Regions from separate parts of the Sus scrofa genome. Here region 2 is linked to region 1. Evidence: chromatin contacts called from public HiChIP or PLAC-seq data. All regions are on one chromosome and are shown on one strand. Each heading gives the region's core, a stretch centred on a gene start, on an enhancer-like site or on the middle of the called end of the contact. The rest is flanking DNA. Distances are from core to core; before and after follow the strand shown.

What was found. HiChIP or PLAC-seq counts read pairs in DNA pulled down with a chosen protein or histone mark.
Region 2: a contact with region 1 is called in an H3K27ac HiChIP or PLAC-seq map of alveolar macrophages. The contact joins two enhancer-like sites.

What each region holds. Positions count from the first base shown.
Region 1 is chr12:6,669,042-6,672,121 of Sscrofa11.1, forward strand. It overlaps CD300A (CMRF35-like molecule 8), which reads right to left. Exons shown (of 8, transcript XM_021066678.1): 5 at 3,007-3,080. Among named protein-coding and RNA genes, the nearest start is that of CD300A, 11 kb to the right of the region's middle. Within about 2 kb of position 1,515, at least 16 of the 83 cell types and tissues checked have an H3K27ac peak or open chromatin away from gene starts, as enhancers often do. A contact at or near this core is called in alveolar macrophages, where this site is marked.
Region 2 is chr12:6,857,349-6,860,428 of Sscrofa11.1, forward strand. TTYH2 (protein tweety homolog 2) reads right to left here. Exons shown (of 16, transcript XM_021066683.1): 6 at 2,373-2,593. Among named protein-coding and RNA genes, the nearest start is that of TTYH2, 23 kb to the right of the region's middle. Within about 2 kb of position 1,548, at least 43 of the 83 cell types and tissues checked have an H3K27ac peak or open chromatin away from gene starts, as enhancers often do. A contact at or near this core is called in alveolar macrophages, where this site is marked.

The DNA.
Region 1 (3,080 bases), core at 265-2,764:
GGTCAGAAGACAGGAGCTGAGACTTGCCAAGCTTGGGAGGGATAGTCAGGCCACTTGAACAGAAAGCCTTTCTCCTGTTGACAAGGATCACTTAACCAGATGCAGTCCACCTATAGCAGTAAATTCTACAGTCAGGGACGTTCAGAAAAACACTTGGTAGCAGGGAAAATCGGGAATTCCCTAGTGGCTCAGCGGGTTAAGGCTGCAGTGCTGTCACTGCTGCGCTCGGATCACGGCTGTGGTGCAGGTTCAATCCCTGGCCTTCTGCATGCCGTGGACTCGGCCAAAAAAAAAAGAAAAAAATAAATAAACCAGAGAAAATTATACACTACGTTAAGTGCGGGGGGGGGGGGCGGAGAGAGATTTAAAAGTGAAATGAGGGAGTTCCCACTGTGGATCAATGGTAATGAACCCAACTAGTATCCATGAGGATGCGGGTTTGATCCCTGGTGTTGCTCAGTAGGTTAGGATCTGGTGTTGCCACGAGCTGCAGTGTGGGTTGCAGATGCAGCTCAGATGCCATGGCTGTGCCGTAGGCTGCCAGCTGCAGCTCTATTTTGACGGCTAGCCTGGGAAACTCCATATGTCATATGCCACAAGTGTGGCTCTAAAAGCAAAAAAAAAATAAAAAAATAAAAAAAAAGAAATGATGCTAAGAAGTAAATAGTTTAAAAAAATAAGATATATAAGAGAGTGGAAGGACATACCTCAAATGTCTGAGGTTAGTTTTCTCTGGGTGATGGGAGTTCTTGTTTTTTTCATTTTTTTGGTTTTTGTCTTTTTAGGACCCCACCCGCGGTATATGGAGGTTCCCAGGCTAGGGATCTAACTGGAGCTACAGCTACCAACCTACACCACAGCCACAGCAATGCAGCCAGAGCTGCATCTGTGACCTACACCACAGCTCACGGCAGTGCTGGATCCTTAACCCACTGAGCGAGGCCGGGGATCGAACCTGTGTCCTCATGGTTCCTAGTCGGGTTCGCTTTTGCTGAGCCACAATGGGAACTCCGAGTTTTTGCTTTTACTCGTTATGATGATTTTGTGTGTGTGCCTTCCTTATTTTATCAGTTTTCTACAGCGATCACACATCCCATTTTTAAGGGGCGGGGAGGGCTTTTTAGGTGAAAGGGCACCATGGGAAGAGTGAGCCCCAGAGGCCCGAGGCCATCCAGGCTGGGGAAAAACCCCATGTGGTAGGTAGTGTGGGCTGACATTTAGGGGGAGGGTTTCCAGAAATGACATGGGAGCAGCACTTGGGGAAGAGGAAGTGGTTTTCTTTCCATCTGTTGAGCAAGATATGCTATGGCTGGTTTCTCTCCTAAGGGCCTGAGATGAACTGGGGCGGAGAGGCTGAACCCCGTGGGGGTGCTGGAGGTGAAAGCACAGGCAGGGTCTCCCCTGCCCGGCCCCCAGTGAGAATCAACTCCCAGTTAGCGCCAGAGCTGTGGGGCAGAGCAGCCCCAGGCTCACTGCAGCCTTGAAAGCCTTAGCCTCCCCCAGAACCCTGCCGCAGGGAATCAAGAGATGGACGCTGGGAGTTCCCTGGTAGCCCAGCAGTTAAAGGATCCTGCATTGTCTCTGCTGAGACTCGGGTTTGATCCGTGGCTCAGTGCAGATGGTTAAGGATCTGGCATTGCTGCAGCTGTGGCATAGGTTGCAGCTGTATCTCGGATTCAATTCCTGGCCCGGGGACTTCTATAAGCCGTGGGGGGCAACAAAAAAAAATAAATAAATAAAAGAAAGAAAGAAATTACAAGATAAAATCTCCAGAGTTCCAGTTTTGGCGCAGTGGAAAGGAATCTGACTGGAATCCATGAGGATGTGGGTTCCATCCCTGGCTTTCTTCAGTGGGTTAAGGATGTGGCGTTGCCGTGAGCTGTCGTGTGGGTCTCAGATGTGGATCGGATCCCATGTTGCTATGGCTGTGGTCTAGGCCAGCAGCTACAACGCGGATTAGACTCCTAGCCTGGGAACTTCCATAAGCCACTGAAGGCTCACACGCCGCGTCCAGCAGAAACCTGCTCTCCTACATGGGACAGTTGGGGTTCCAGCCCACAGTAAAGCCACAACCTCACTGATTCCTCTGTTCTTCTGTTTACTTAATTTGGTCAAGTTTGTTGAGCACCTACTTCCTGGGCGCCCTCCAGCGTGCTGGGTGCACCACATGTATCTCTCTTTGCCTCTGAGCTCAGAGGAGAGTGGCTGGACTGCTTCCTGGGCTGCCCCGCGTGGAGACATTAAATAATACATTCATTCAACAAATACTGGTTACGTGCCTTCTCGAGTCAGGGTTCCCGATCTTAAGGAGGTGCACGGGGCCGGTGGGCAGGCAGGCAAGGAAGCAGGTGTGACAATCTGGTGTGGAAAGGGCTGCAGTGGCGGAAGGACAGAGGTCCACTCAGAAGGGCCCCCAGGCTGCTCTTTGGACCCAGAGGAACGGAAGTCAGAGAGGAGCGCTTTGAGCCAGCAGGAGGGAGCCGGGGAGAGGGCAGAGGAAGCAGCCTAGATGCCCGGAGCAAACCAGGAAGGGGACACAAGTTGTGGCTCTTGCCAAGTGACAAGAAGTTCGGGAACTGGCTGCTGCGGAAGCTTAAGGAGGCGCAGAAGAGGTGGGCGGAGCCAGAGTGCACAGAAGGGGTGGGCGGAGCCAGTTTGCCTGGAAGGGGTGGGCGGGGCCCGATTGTGGAGGACCTTGACCTTCCTGCAGGCACCTGAGCTTTAGCAAGTGTGGGAGGTCACGGAAAGGTTAAGGCGGAAGAGGGACATTGCTTCGTGAGCATCCACCCCAGGCCCCACCATGGGAAAGGCCTCTTTTTGAGGAGCCACAGCCTGGATCTGCAGCCACAGCAAGGCCACCTCCTCTGGAGTCTGCCCTCTAGGGTCACCCAGGATTGATGGTCTCAGGAGATGCCTCTGATGAGAGCAGGACACAGAGCCTCGAGGAGGAGAGGGTGCAGACAGGGCCTGTGCACCCTGCGGGGTAGGTGTAGGGGGCTCACCCACCTTTGATCCGTCTCCGAACCATTCTCCAGGCCAGCAGGGAGACGGCCACCAGCAGAAGCAGCAGGAGTACAGAT
Region 2 (3,080 bases), core at 298-2,797, 190 kb after region 1:
CTTCCTGTGAGAAACAGAGCCAGCCATTAGGCACTGCACCAACCATTAGGCACCTCTCAAAATCTGGTTTCGTGTTTCAGACCTAAAGGTTTCTAGTTACCTCTCCCTCCTCTGTGTATTAGCAGGAAATCAAGTTAGGATTGCTTCTAACCAACTCTCCACGATTGTGTTTCAACGTCCTCTCTCTGCATTTACGCCTCGTGTTGTACGGGGTTCCTGGAAACAGCTCTTCGAGGCAGATGCGTTTTCCCAGAGGAGCCAGGGGAAGGCCTGGGGATGTGTTTCTAACTGAGAACTTGGCTCCCACCGTGGCGGAGGCCCTTACTCCCGCCGCTCCTCCCACATCCGGCCTCCATCCAAGTGCTGGCTTTGTTACACCCTTTGTAAGCCTCCTGGCTTTTTAACTGCCTCCAGGACTGAGCCGGGCCTTGTGTAAAAGTACTACTAAGTATTCGCTTAGCTGGATGGCTATGCTCTAGAACCATCTGGAAAGCAAAAATGGGGAGGCTGTGCAGAGGAGACCCAGCCCATAAGGCCGGTTAGATCATGAAGAATCAAATGAAGCTTTTGTTCTGCAGCAGCTCAGGCGAGGGAGGGAGGGAGCAAAGAGCAGACGAGGCGAAGGGCCAGAACATTTTGCCAACGTTCAGAAGCCACAGGTGCTAACCTTGGACTAGACCCGAACAACGGGTGGGGGTTGGGGATGTGGGTTCCAGGGGACCCCCTCGATCACCCACACTGAAATAGATACCACGCAATTGTTAGCACCCTTAACCCTTTCAAAAATAATTTCGGAGTTCCTGCCATGGCTCAGCGGATTAAAAGCCCAACTAGGATCCATGAGGATGCAGGTTCGATCCCCGACCTTGCTCAGTGGGTTAAGGAGCCGGTGTTGCTGTGGCTGCAGCTCCAATTCGACCCCTAGCCTGGGAACTTCCATGTGCTGCAACTGTGGCTGTACAAAGAAAAAAAAATCTTAAAAAATAAGCCTTCTGATATAGACAAAAGCATACATTCTCATTTCAGCATGGTCATTCTCCACCTGCCCACGTTCGCGGCTACGGCCGCTCAGGGAGACTGCAAAGGCGGGGTCAAGACGGATACCTGCTTTCCCTGACAAAGACTTTGAAGGCTCAGGCCATGAATGACTCCCACATCATGGGACTCATCAGATGCCTCTGGGGTCACAGGTCCCAGCCGGTCCTTAGAGCTGGCAGTTTCTTTTGGTCACTTGGGAGAAAGGCACTTTGGGACATAAGCCAAAAAAAAAATTGGGGAAGTTGCATCTGTCATATCTGGGAAGGCAGGGGCTGGAGCCTTGGGGTGGGGGAGGGATAAGGAGTGACGTCTGGAGCTGGGGGGCCCACCAGCTCCCCCTTGTCAGGGCCCGGCCATCTCTTACCCCAGGGAAGGGGAGGAGAGGCTTGGATGGGAGGTCTCTGGCCAGAGGCCACCAGGAGCATTTTCTCTGGATCAGTATTAGTTCAGCCCGGGGCGGGGCTTTCTCATAAAGGGGAAATGAATCCATAGTACATTGTGCAACGTTAGGGTAAAGACTCTGACCTTGGCTGAGGCTTGAAGAGGAGGCAACGAACTGGAGAGGGGGTGGGGCACCCAAAGAGCAGATACCGGCTCCCCAGCACCTCCTCCCTGCCAGGCGCCCTCCCCTGGGGGCACAAGGATCTATATGCCAGGAGTTCGTGCCACCCTTTGGTTGGGAGCCGCGCAAAGCCTCCTTTCCATGGCTCTGCCCAGCGTAAGCTTCACCAGACCCCGTGCATGGAGGGAGGTGGCTGGTCCCTGGCCAGCTGGCCTGGGTTCAATGTCTTCATCTGGGATGGGGTCTGGGTGATGGGGAGGCAGGGGAGATGTTAACAAAACCCCAAAGATTAGATAATGCAGGTATGAGTCTACATCCCTGATACAGGGAAGGCGGGGGTGGTGCCTTGTAGCCCCCATCACTCTGGCGGGGGCATCCCTGGGCTTGCTAAGGAGTTGCCCAGTGGGGAGGTGCCGTGCAGGCAAAGAGGCCTCCATCTCCCTGACCTCCTGCATCTCTGGTGCAGGAAATCCCATCCCCAAAGCCCCAGCAGATGAGGGACCCTTAAACTACCTGTGCATCACCCAGGCCAGCCACCAAGAATGCTGGTCCCAGAGGGGCCCCTGCTGTGTGCGGAGATCTTGGCACATCCCTGCCCCTCTCTAGGGCTCAGTGCCTGCCTGGACGAGCAGGCTGTACTACGGGCCCACCCACCAGCTCTCAAGTCCTCTGATTCAGCCAATGGCTTACTATGACCTTGGGTGGCACTTTCCCTCCTGAGCCCCAAGATGCTGACTTGGATGAAGGGAGCTGGAGCAGCCGGGCCCCTCACCTGTAGTACTCCACGTAGCCAGTCTGGTCAGCCAGTTCGGTCAGCTGCATGGTGACCTCCCTCCACGCGGGCACCCCTGCCATCTGGACAAGGATACTGCCCGCCATCTGCTGTATGAACTTTAGCGTCTGGAGGTAATCACCCCGAGCGGCAAAGATCTCACTGAGCCGGGCCAGGTGCTGCTCCAGGTCCACCTTCATCCTCTGGGTGGTTCCGGACACCTGGGGGGGCGGGGCTTGTGAGTTGGAGGGGCCTTGGGTGGGCGGAAGCCTCTGCCTGACTCTGGAGAATGGCTTGGCCTTGAACACGTGCCCCAAGCCCTGAAGGCAGAGGATCCAGACAGCAAAGGATGGATGCCAGAGGCTCCCACCACCCACCTAACCCGAGGGTCCCTCCATCCAGGGGACAGGCCCGACCTGGCCTTAACCGGGCCCTGGGCTCCAACACCCAGAGCCTCACTATAAAGACAGACCCAGAAGGAGGAGCAAACAAGAGAAGCCTTTTTTTTTTTTTTTTTTTTTTGCTTTTTGCTTTTTTAGGACGGAACCTGCTGCACGGATGTGGAAGTTCCCAGGCTAGGGGTCGAATCAGAGCTGCAGCTGCCACCTACACCACAGCCACAGCAATGCAGCATCTGGCAACACCCGATCCTTAACCCACTGAGTGAGGCCAGGGATCGAACCCACATTCTCATGGATACTAACCAGG